Regions from separate parts of the Oryctolagus cuniculus genome. Here region 2 is linked to region 1. The links are chromatin contacts, called in public Hi-C maps. All regions are on one chromosome and are shown on one strand. The core of a region is the stretch at or near the end of the contact, and the rest is flanking DNA. Distances in the headings are between cores, read along the strand shown.

Region 1 (5,624 bases), core at 1,158-3,657:
GATTCAAGTCCTGGCTGTTCTACTTCCATCTAGCTCTCTGCTATTTCCACTGGGAAAACAGTGGAAGACAGCCCAAATGCTTGAGCCCCTCCAACCATATGGGAGACTTGGAAGAAGTTCCTAGCTCCTGGCTTTGGATTGGCCCAGCTCCGGCTGTTGAGGCCATTTGGGGAGTAAACCAGCAGATGGAAGATCTCTCTCTAACTCTGCCTCTCAAATAAACAACTATATAAATATTTTTTTAAAAGTTCATGGAAAATGTGATTAATGAAAAAATGATTCATGGATTTTTTTTTTTTTTTTACAGAGTGGACAGTGAGAGAGAGAGACAGAGAGAAAGGTCTTCCTTTTTGCCGTTGGTTCACCCTCCAATGGCTGCCGTGGCCAGTGCGCTGTGGCCAGCACACCGCGCTGATCCGATGGCAGGAGCCAGGTGCTTCTCCTGGTCTCCCATGGGGTGCAGGGCCCAAGCACTTGGGCCATCCTCCACCGCCTTCCCTGGCCACAGCAGAGAGCTGGCCTGGAAGAGGGGCAACCGGGACAGAATCCGGCACCCCGACCGGGACTAGAACCCGGTGTGCCGGCGCCGCTAGGTGGAGGATTAGCCTGTTGAGCTGCGGCGCCAGTTTTCTAAAAATTTTAGTTTTAAAAATTGCTTTACTATTAAACTGTTCTAAAGATCACAAATAGGCAGAAAGTAGACATGATAGGTAGTATTATTATCTCCTTTTTTAAAAAAAGATTTATTTATTTATTTGGAAGACAGAGTTACAGAGAAGCAGAGGCAGAGAGAGGGGTCTTCCATCCGCTTGTTCACTCCCCAGATGGCCACAACAGCCAGAGCTGTGCTGATCCAAAGCCAGGAGCCAGGAGCTTCTTCCAGGTTTCCCACGGAAGGGTTCAGGGGCCTAAGGACCCGGGCCATCTTCCACTGCTTTCCCAGGCCATAGCAGAGAGCTGGATTGGAAGTGGAGCAGCCGAGACTCGAACCGGCACCCATATGGGATGCCAGCCCTGCTATTATCTTAATTGTCCCCTTCTTGGGTCTTTGAATGTCTGCAAGTCAACCTTTGGATGTTTCAGCATGTGTCTTTGATGTGTAAAATGTGAATATTGTTCTCATAAGGGCGCTGTGATTATGTGAGATGCGTAAAGTGTACCACGTAGGGGCAGAGATTTAGCCCAATGCTTAAGATGCCTGTGTCCCATATCAGAGTATCTGGGTTCTATACCTGGTTCCGGTTCCTGATTCCAACTTCCTGTTAATGCAGGCCCTGGGAGGCAGCAGTGATGGCTGAAGTCATTGGGTTCCTGGCACTCACTCGGAGACCTGGATTGAGGTCCTAACTTCTGGATTCTGCCCTGGTTGGGGGCATTTGGTGAGTGAACCAGTACATGGTAGCGCTCTCCCTTTCATGTAAATTTAAAAAAAAATTTTTTTAAAAGGATACAGTGTAAGCATCATTAGAGCATCTTTCAAAAAAGTGCACATCCCCTCTTGGCTGACGACGACGGTTGTTTTCTGTTCCTTTTCTTCCTTCCACCTCTTAGCTCTGTTGAAGATGCTTTCTGTACAAATCTAGTAACAAAGGCAGCTAACATTTATCGAGTACTCAACTTAAGTCATTCCCCGTAACAGCACTCCTGCAAGGTGGGATTTAAAACTCATCTTGCATGCCCTGGAGTCAGCATTCGGCAGCCTGTCTTCAGAGCCCCTCTCCTAGCGAGTGAAAGGACTACCTCCTTCAGCTGGACAAACCTGGGTCACTTTTCCGGCCACACCCTGCTCAGAACAATCTCAGTTTTCTGTTTAAAACCACTCTTACTGCCTGCGGTTGCCAAGAAGGACTCTTGCCCCTTGCTGAGGCCCATGTAAAGGTAATTTAAGTCACCCAAATAGGCCCAGCCCAGCTTCGTCCTTCTGAGCTCCGTGAACTTTTCACCTTGGCTGAGGAGCCAATCTGCACCGCTGTCCCTTTATTTCTGTGTTCTGTGGCTTCAGGGCCAACCCACAGCGCCACTTTCTTCAGTGGCAATGGAGCTCGCTTTAAAAAAAAAAAAAAAAAAGCCAAGTACCCCACGAGTCTCTGCAGGCAAGCACATTAACTGAATAGGTGAGGCCGCCCTGGAGTCCCGGTAAGGGGCCGGAGGCTGGGGGCGCTACGAGGTACGCGGGAACACAGCCAGCGCAAAACGACCAAGGAGGCAGCCCGCAGGCCAAGGCTCCGCGCAGGCCCGGTCGGCGAGGACGCAGCAGGAGGGGCGGGGCCAAGCGCGGCAGGAAGGGGGCGTGGCCAGGGTTCGGTCAGGCCGCTCCCTGCCCCTCCCCCTCTGCTCTCCGCCCTACCCGGAGGTTCCGCCCCCTGGGTGACGTCACTGGCCTGGCCAGCCGGCGCCATTTTGAAAGTGGAGTCGCTTGCCCCTGCCGCTGAATCCGCTGTCGCTGTCGTAGCCGCTGCCGCCTCTGCCGCTGTCGCTGCTGGAGAAAGAGCACGAGCCGGGAAGCCCCAGAGTGAAACCCACCATCGGGCTGGCTGGTCTGCCCGCTCCACCTTTCTTCTCCCCCGGCCCCCGCCCTGTCCCCCCACAGGTGCCATCCGCCGCCATCCGCCCTCTCTACCCCCCCATCCTCAGGTGAGGGGGGTGAGTTCGGGAAGCCGAGACCCCGAGGAACCCAGCAGGGGCACCATTTGCAGCGGAACATGGCAGGTAAAGGAGAAATCCCCCTCGCCCACTGATCCGGCGATGCTTCCCTCCTCCTCCTTCCATCACCCCCTAGCGACCGCTCGTGCCTCTCGCGGAGCCCCGGGGCTCCCCCCGGATTTCAGGGAATTGGTCAAGTAGGGTGGGGTGGGGCGGGCAGGGCTCCGGAGAGGCGAGGCGTCCCTGTGAACTGGAAATGGCTTTGAAAATGAGGGTTGGAACCTTGGCATGGGCAGGGGTGGGGGTGGGGAATGTGCCGGCGAACCGTGGGGTAAGGCGTGGGTGGGGCGGGTGGGGGCGTGCAGATTTGTTCCTACTGCTGGAGAGCCTGGTGTGTCCTCTCCCTCCCCGCCACCCTGCCTCCCGGCTGTTTTTGCGGATCTTTATTCATTTAATTCCTATTTTCTCCCAGTGCTGCAAGCCTTCTTGGGTGTCCACACGTATTTTTGCACTGAGAAGGAAGAGCGCTTTACAAGTTAAAAGATAATGGGGAGGGGTTATGTTGTATTTTTACCTTCATTGTGGCTACCTATATGTAGCTTTCTGAGGTTATAAGCTGAATTTTTTGTTGGGAACCGTCTCCTTTCTGGTTATCAGCCTTTACGACCAAAGTGCAAGGCCTTTAATGGACAGCACATTGAATGAAGAACATCATTTAAACTTTCTGTTTTTTATGTTAGCTTTTGTACAGATGTGATTTTTTTCCCAGAAGGGTTTCATAGAGTTAGCTGAAGTAGTTGTGGAGTTAAGTGATATAAATAGCCAAAGGAAGAGCGATTGAGGCAAAAGCTTGGGAAAAAAAAGAAAAGAAAAATGTACAGAAAAAACCAGGTTGGAAATGTTTAGGAAGGAAGAGGTTATTGCTTTGAGGATTTTTTTTTTTTGGCATATTTTGTTGTTACTGAGTGTCTTCCTCGAACTAGTAGAATCAATTCTAGATTTAGATTCAGTTTTTCTGCCATAGATCCGAGACATTGTCACCATTTCCTTCTCAATGTGTGGAAGTGAAATGAAATAGAATTCTGAGAGTAAACCAGTTTTTTAATATTCTTGTAATTAAATCTTTTTATAACTATTTCTTTGACATGATAGTTAAATCGTTTTTGATAATTTGATAATTAAATCTTAAGTTAAAAATGTTGAATTGGTTTGCAGTTTGCTGTAAACAAGTTGCTCTTTGGCCTTGTTGAATAATGAAATGAGATTAAAATTGCTTTGCACAAGATGATGACAAGTTAGGAAAACTATTCTTTGCCAGGCCCTTTGGATTTTGAGGGATAAGGGGAAGGGAGTTGGAGCAAGCTTCTTTGCAGCACTCATTTTAGTTTCTTTTCTTCTCCGGTACCTGTGATTTGAAAGAAATGGATGCTGTGTTTGCTGTGTGTGCGTTTTGGTGATAGGTTTCTTATGAATCATTACTACTCACCTAGGCAATAATGCTTCCAGAGTTTTCTGTTCATTCCATGTTTTATGATATTTTAACCTTGTTAACTTCTGCACAGTTTTTATACACTTACAGGGAAATGTAACTTGTGTTATTTTCTGGTATGTCTTGTTTGTAAGGCTCTGAAAGTACTTGAAAAGAAAATGGAGGTGAAATTTTGCAAATGTACAGTGATAATGATAGATGATATACCTTTAAATATTTCATACCTTGACTCTTTTTAACAAGGCCAGTCGTAGGAGAGGAAATTTTTCTAAGTTGGTGCTCTCACTGCTTGGCTGTATGAGTGGGCAGTCCTAAGCTGTTAGTATCGTGCAAACCATGGATACCATCTTTGTGTTTACGAGAGTAAACACGAACAGAACTCAGTTTTAATTGGTATGTTTTCTTTTTCCAGGAGCTGGAGGAGGGAATGATATTCAATGGTGTTTTTCTCAGGTGAAAGGAGCAGTAGATGATGATGTAGCAGAAGGTAAGAAAGTGATGAATAATGCAAAACTTAAATATAGAATCTTTTCAGAGTCTTCTTACGGAAGGGTTTCTCAGAAGCTGGGCCTGTTATGACTGAAGAACCTTTTGTGTTTAAATTGTTCACGAAATGGAAGAACAAATTTAAAAGTCACCTTTCCAAAAACAGTCTTAAAACTCATTTTAATGTCAATTTATGTTGTTTTTCCCCCCTGCATTTACATGAAAGCCCTAGACTATGATTGATATATATAAAACTATTCCAAGAAAGCTCTGAGGTTTCTATGATAAAAGGTTTCCTTGTTATGTAAATTTCAGATACAGATAAATGATGTTGCATTTTCATGTTTGCAGAGTTTTTACATTATTAAGTTTAAATAGGTGCTGTCAACATTTAGCTCAGAAGCATTCTTGACAGCAGCTTTGATTTTCAAAGGAAGATTTTTGGCTTCTTTTGAATTTGCCTGCTTGGGAGTACAGTGTTGAGTGACATATTCCATGAAGAAATGCTGGCTCAAATAATTCATTTTATTGTTTTGCCGGGATTAATTTAGGTTGGTAAGAGAATAACAATGCTGTGGTTTTATGGCTTGTCTTTGGGAGCTTATTATTTTTATTGCAGTTAGAAACTCATCAGTTGAAATATGAGTATTTTCTCTGAAAATTTGTTGATTGTATTTCAAAAGTTCACCTGAAGTTTTGAAACATCAAGGTTCTGCATTCGTTTGAGGTAGTCGTAGGTGGTAGAGGCATTATTATAAAGTAGTTGCAGTATTTTATTATTCAGAAATGCTATTTAAAATTTGAGTTTTACTAGTATTCCATGTCTTGAATTATGGCAGTCATAAAATAAAACTCAGATAAAGCATATACTTGGGATTTTTAAGGATCTAGTAAAATTTATAAACCATCTTTATCTAGATTGTATAGTCTTTATATTAAGATCTTACTTTTGATCTGTTTGTAGACTACTGTTTGAGAATTTTTCCAGGTGGTGATAGTATGGTGA
Region 2 (5,624 bases), core at 1,710-4,209, 160 kb before region 1:
AGGAAGTGTGACTAATAAAGAGGTGGTTGATTAGGAAGCCGGATCTGTAACACATCCTGTCTTCTTATTCAGAAGAAATCGATATCTGGATGCTCCCAATCAGAGATATTTCAGTCTGGAGCCAGAGTGTGAGGTCAAGACAGTGCAGCCCCAACTCCTACGTGTGAAATGCCTAGCGCCTGTGCTGGTGTCCACCATTTTACCCAGTGCTAAACATACAGCTTCAGTCCCAGGTGACTGCCTGGGAGATATCTGACCTCAACTTGTCCGTGACACCTGTGCCCATCATAGAATAGTAACAGCAGCAGTAATGCCCCACACGGAGGGAGGCTGCAAAAATCCTTGCCTGGCTGCACTGACCAGAACAGGACAGGCAGGCTGTGACCCAGACCCTACAGGTTCTGCAATGTGAGCACTTCTCAATCTTGCTTTATTTTTTTTTAAAAAAGATGCATTTGTTTATTTGGAAGGGAGAGGGAGAGAGAGAGAGAGAGGGAGGTACGCTCTTCCACCTGCTGGTTTACTCCCTAGATGGCTGCAGGTCTGGGCCAGGCTACAACAGGAGCCAGGAACTCTACCTGGGTGTCCTACGAGGGTGGCAGGAACCCAAAGTGTGAGGATTTTCTTGTTTGATAGAGGCAGGCTGGCTGCATGAGCTTGGAAAGACAAGGCAGGGTTCACAGGTGGTCCTCAGCATTTCAGAACGGTGTGCCCTCAACACTGCGTATCTGTGACTACAGGAGATAAATGGCTAACAGTCCCACTAGGCCCAGGCCTGGTTTGTTTTTTTTTTTGTTTGTTTTTTTTGTTTTTTTTTTTTTTGACAGGCAGAGTTACAGACAATGAGAGAGAGAGACAGAGAGAAAAGTCTTCCCTCCGTTGATTCACTCCCCAAATGGCTGCTACGGCTGGAGCTATGCCAATCCGAAACCAGGAGCCAGGTGCTTCCTCCTGGTCTCCCACCCGGGTGCAGGCGCCCAAGCACTTGGGCCATCCTCCACTGCCTTCCCGGGCCACAGCAGAGAGCTGGACTGGAAGAGGAGGAGCCGGAACTAGAACCCGATGCCCATATGGGATGCCGGCGCCGCAGGCGGAAGATTAGCCAAGTGAGCCACGGCGCCAGCCCCGCCAGGCCAGTTCTTATAAAAAATATTTTGCAATGCCCCTTTACTAATCTAAAATAAAATTAATAGTTCACTTATACTGTCTATGCATAATTTAAAAAATAATATCTTAACGTATATAAAAGGGATATTAATGATTTTAAACATGTGTATTTTTTTTATTTGAAAGGCAGATGGAGGAAGAACAAGAGATGGAGAGAAATCTTGCATCTACTGGTTCACTCTCCAAATGCCGGCAACAACCAGGGCTGGGTCAGGCTGAAGCCAGGAGACTAGAGCCCCAATCAGGTCCCCTAAGTGGGTGGCAGAGATCCAATCATTTGAGTCACCAGCTTCTGCCTTGGAGGGTATACATCAGCAGGAAGCTGAAATCAGGAGTAGAGCAGGACTCCATCGCATGCACTCTGATATGGGGTGCAGGAGTCCAAAGGGGCAGCTTAACCATTGCACCAAAGATCCAACCCACCTCCTACATATGTATTTAAAGATGTGAACATTCAGACAGATACATTAGAAAACATATTAAAGTGTCAAGTGCATGCCGCCATGTTGAACGGGATTGTACATCAGCCAAACACCACACATGTGGCCTTGTCCCAGCTGTTGGAACAACTCTTGATAAAGTTTCTGATGAAACAAAGGACAAACACTGTATGATTCCACTGATGTGGGGTACACAGAATAGACAAGTTCACAGGGGCAGAAGTAGTCAGAGGGCCCCAGGGTCTAATGAGAAGTGGGACAGATGGTTATTGCTGTATGGGTAAGGAGTTCATTTAGGACAATGAAAATGCTTTGGAAATAGATAATGGCAATGGTGGCACAACAGAGCCAATGTAATTGTTTACTTAGAAATGTTGAAAATAGTAAATTTTATGTTGTATAGATTTTATCCTAGTTTTCAAAAATAACAAAAAAAGAAGCCTTGCAAAAACATTTTTGTTTATCGGTAAGATGGAGTTCTGTCCTAGCTCAAAGAATTAATAATAAGTGGCCTTTCCTCTACTTGATGTCCATGGGGACCAGGGACACTTGCGCAAGTGGCCCATGCCTTGCAGAATATCGTCGACTAACCTCACTAAAAATGTCCCCATCGAGTTCCAGTCGCCCCCCAAAGAGTAGAATAGTGGGAGTGAGAGGCAGGGAGGTTGTCCGGGGCCGGCCGCGCTAATGCCCGCTGTCCACACGGGGACTGGAACGCTCCGCGAGGACGCAGCAGAAACCCAGCCCACTGAGAAGCCGACTCCGGGACGGATGGAGGGTGAGGGGAAGGAGGACGCGGAACCGCGTGAGACCGACTTCCCCTTCCCACCGCTCGCCCAGGCTCCCGGGTTCTTGGGCAGCAGGGCTCATTGCGGTCCCCCGCCAGACGGTGGAGCTAGAGAGCCTCGAACACTTCGGATCTGCGGGTGACTCAGGATGCAGGCAGAGCTGACTCAGCAGAGCGACGACCGATGACCGGAACCACGACTCTCTGTTGAATCATTACCGAGTTCTTGGCTGTAGGTTTTTTTTTTTTTTTTTTTTTCATTTAATTTTAACAACATTTTTACAGGTGAACAAACAAGGTGTGACAGTTGCAAGAACCTGTCAGTCAAATATTGAAGTCCCAGAAATTCCCAGCCCCGAAGTCGGAATCTGTTCTGTTCTCTCGGAGGTGTCCCTCGCAGACCTGCAACTGCCTGGCTGCAGACCGCGAGATCCTAGCGCCCCCCTCCCTTCTTCCCTCCATGAGGGTGGGGCCCTGCTGGATCTCAAGGACACAGGAAGCAGTGGTTTCTCTTGTGACACTCAGTTCCAGGCCTGTGCTCTCCAGCTGTGACTGCTGCTGTCCTGGCTGACAGCCAGTGACAAAGGACCCCTTGGGCTGCCATGGGGATGCTTCTTTCTGTATGCGCTGACTCAGGGATCTGGGACTCACAAGCAGGACTGAATGTCCCTATTGCTACCCTTCCCATCCTTATCCCAGTGTCCACCCAAAGCCGGTTCCTCCCTGGAAGGGAGCCTGTGATGCCGCCCCACACCTTGAACCCTCTCCTTGCTGCACCAGGTGCTCCCGGCACTCCCTGGGACCCCATGCCAGCGGCACTGGCTGCCTCCACAGTGTCTTTCTGTGTGTGAGATCCGGCAGGCATGGGCCAAGTCTTCTGTGTCCTTTAAGGCTAGCCCATTCGCCACTGTAATTACTGCAGTGACGAGTACATGGCACTGATAATTAGGGCCACTGCCCTTTTCTCCACACTTTCCTAGCATCTCATTTGATCCTCCTTACAACCCGGCCAGGCAGGTGTTTATTGCTATCCCCATTCTGCAGATGAGGCTATGCGCGCCCAAGACATCTGGGTGGAATGTGGCAGAACCGGGTCCTGACTCCAGGTCCTGCAGTGCCTCAGCACGGCCTTGGAGTGCCTGCAGGGAGCTCTGTGACTGAGTCTCCTGCTGCATTGTTTGAGCTCCTTGCAATTGTCCAAACTACTTCAGCAGTTCCTCTAAAAGGTAGCAAGATTTTGTGCTTTAAACAGCTTCACACCCATGAGCCACTGGAAGGCTGCTAGATTGCACTAAGACACACACAACAGGTGCTGTTTCCTGTTTGGATCATGGGTCCCTAGACAGGGGAGGGAGAAAGCCCAGCTGGGAGTGGCCCGGGTGCCTTCATGTGCGGTGCACTGGGAACAAAGAGATGATTATGAAAGGTATGTGATACAGAGTTCAGAGGCAGGCACACAGATCCACTGGCAAGGTGGGACAGAGGAGCCAGAATGCCAAGCCAAATACAGAGAAAATCATGAGGAAGTAGAGTAAAATGTGTGTGTGTGTGTACTTCATGTGTACATATATATGTATATATCCATATGTACATATACAAACATATAGGGACTTCAAAAATCCATGGAAAATGAAAATAAAAGTTTATTTTGGTGCAAAAATGTTTTGAAAGTCATGCCTACAAGAGACCTTTAAAGAGTTTATGAAAAATGGGCATTATAGGGAAAAAAACTACACATGGATTTCAATATTTTCATACCAGATAACCTTTTCATTCTGTTTTTCCATGAGCTTTATGAAGTACCCTCATATTTATGGATAAATTTCTGGAGTCACAGGCATGAGCTTGGAAGTTCGGCTCCTGGTGGGTAAGATTCCGTGTTCCCCAGGTCCGTGCCAGCATGGCTGTCCACACTGCTACTCAGGGTCCTGGGGTTGAAACAGACGGACAGAACCAGCAGCTTCATTGGAAAGCAAGGCACACAGCCAGGCAGAAAGCCTAAAGCAAGTCTTGACCCCAAGGGGCCTGGCAAACAGGAAACCCAGATGTGGACTGGGCAAACCAAATGGAACCAGCAGATTCCAAGCAAGCCGATGACTAGCAGTAAGCAGTACGAAGCAGGTCCTGGGGCAGTCCCAGGCACCCAGCTCCTAGACAACTCCTTACCCCACTTTTCTCTGCTGGTGGGGTGAGGCTGTGTTAGTCAGGCTCCAGAGGCCGGCCATGTGAGTAAGCAGTTTCAGTAGCTGATTCCAAGTGAACACTCACACGACGGATAGATGACAGAAGCAACAACAGAGCACTCCCCTCACACGGGCGTTCAGCCTAGCAGTTCAGACATGAGTTAGGAGGCTCATGTCCCACTGGACGACCTGGGTTTCATTCATGACCCTAACTTCCTGCTGGTGCCGACCCTGGGAGAAAGTGCTGACAGCAGAAGTTACTGGGCTCTTGCCACCTAAGGAAAAATCTGAGCTGCAATCCCAGGTCCCAGCTTACAGCCTGGCCTGTCCCTAGCTGTTGAGGGCATTAGGGGGAGTGAAACAGCAAACAGGAGCTTTATCTCTCTCTCTCTCTCTCTCTCTCTATCTCTCTATCTCTCTCTCCTCTTTCTGATTCTCTGCCTCTCAAAATAAGTTTTTTTTTAAATATTTTATCTATTTGAGAGGTGCAGTTACAGACAGAGAGGGAGAGACAAAGAGAAAGGTCTTCCATCTGCTGGTTCAGTCCTCAAATAGCCACAATGGCTAGAGCTGATACGATCTGAAGCCAGGAGCGTCTTCCAGGTCTCCCACACAGGTGCAGGGGCCCAGGCACTTGGGCCATCTTCCACTACTTTCCAAGGCCATAGCAGAGAGCTGGATCAGAAGAGGAGCAGCCAGGATTCAAACCGACACCCATATGGGATGCTGGCATCTCAGGCAGAGGCTTAGCCTACTATGCCACAGCTCTGGCCCCCAAAATTAAATAAGTTTTTGAAAGTCTAAATTCTACATGAGGATTTGACAAGGTACCATCTTCCAAGAACAGACCAAGTCCTAACCAGCCACTGAGTCTGCCAAGCCTTTGACCTTAGACTTCCCAGCCTCCAGAACTGACCAATATATTCCTGTCGCTTATAAATTATACAGTGCCAAGGTACCTTGTTCTATCAGCCTGCACAGACTAAGTCAACCCTACGGCAAAGTGTCATTGCTGCTCCTCCCCTAAAACTTGGGGTCACACATTGT

The links. Hi-C and Micro-C count contacts between places; a contact is called where the count stands out from the background.
Region 2: a Hi-C map of an unstated tissue shows a contact between it and region 1, with 1.8 times the contacts expected there. The contact joins the enhancer-like site here to the promoter of PPP2R2A in region 1. A contact is called at or near these places in 3 of 6 Hi-C or Micro-C datasets (ear pinna, psoas muscle and an unstated tissue).

The regions. Positions count from the first base shown.
Region 1 is chr2:47,953,346-47,958,969 of mOryCun1.1, reverse strand. PPP2R2A (protein phosphatase 2 regulatory subunit Balpha) reads left to right here and starts at 2,407. Exons shown (of 10, transcript NM_001171075.1): 1 at 2,407-2,709; 2 at 4,545-4,619. The coding sequence starts at 2,703. It overlaps LOC138848457 (a long non-coding RNA gene), which reads right to left and starts at 1,579. Exons shown (of 2, transcript XR_011386254.1): 1 at 1,233-1,579; 2 at 675-957.
Region 2 is chr2:48,111,931-48,117,554 of mOryCun1.1, reverse strand. No RefSeq gene overlaps it. Among named protein-coding and RNA genes, the nearest start is that of EBF2, 60 kb to the left of the region's middle. Within about 2 kb of position 2,959, at least 2 of the 8 cell types and tissues checked have an H3K27ac peak or open chromatin away from gene starts, as enhancers often do.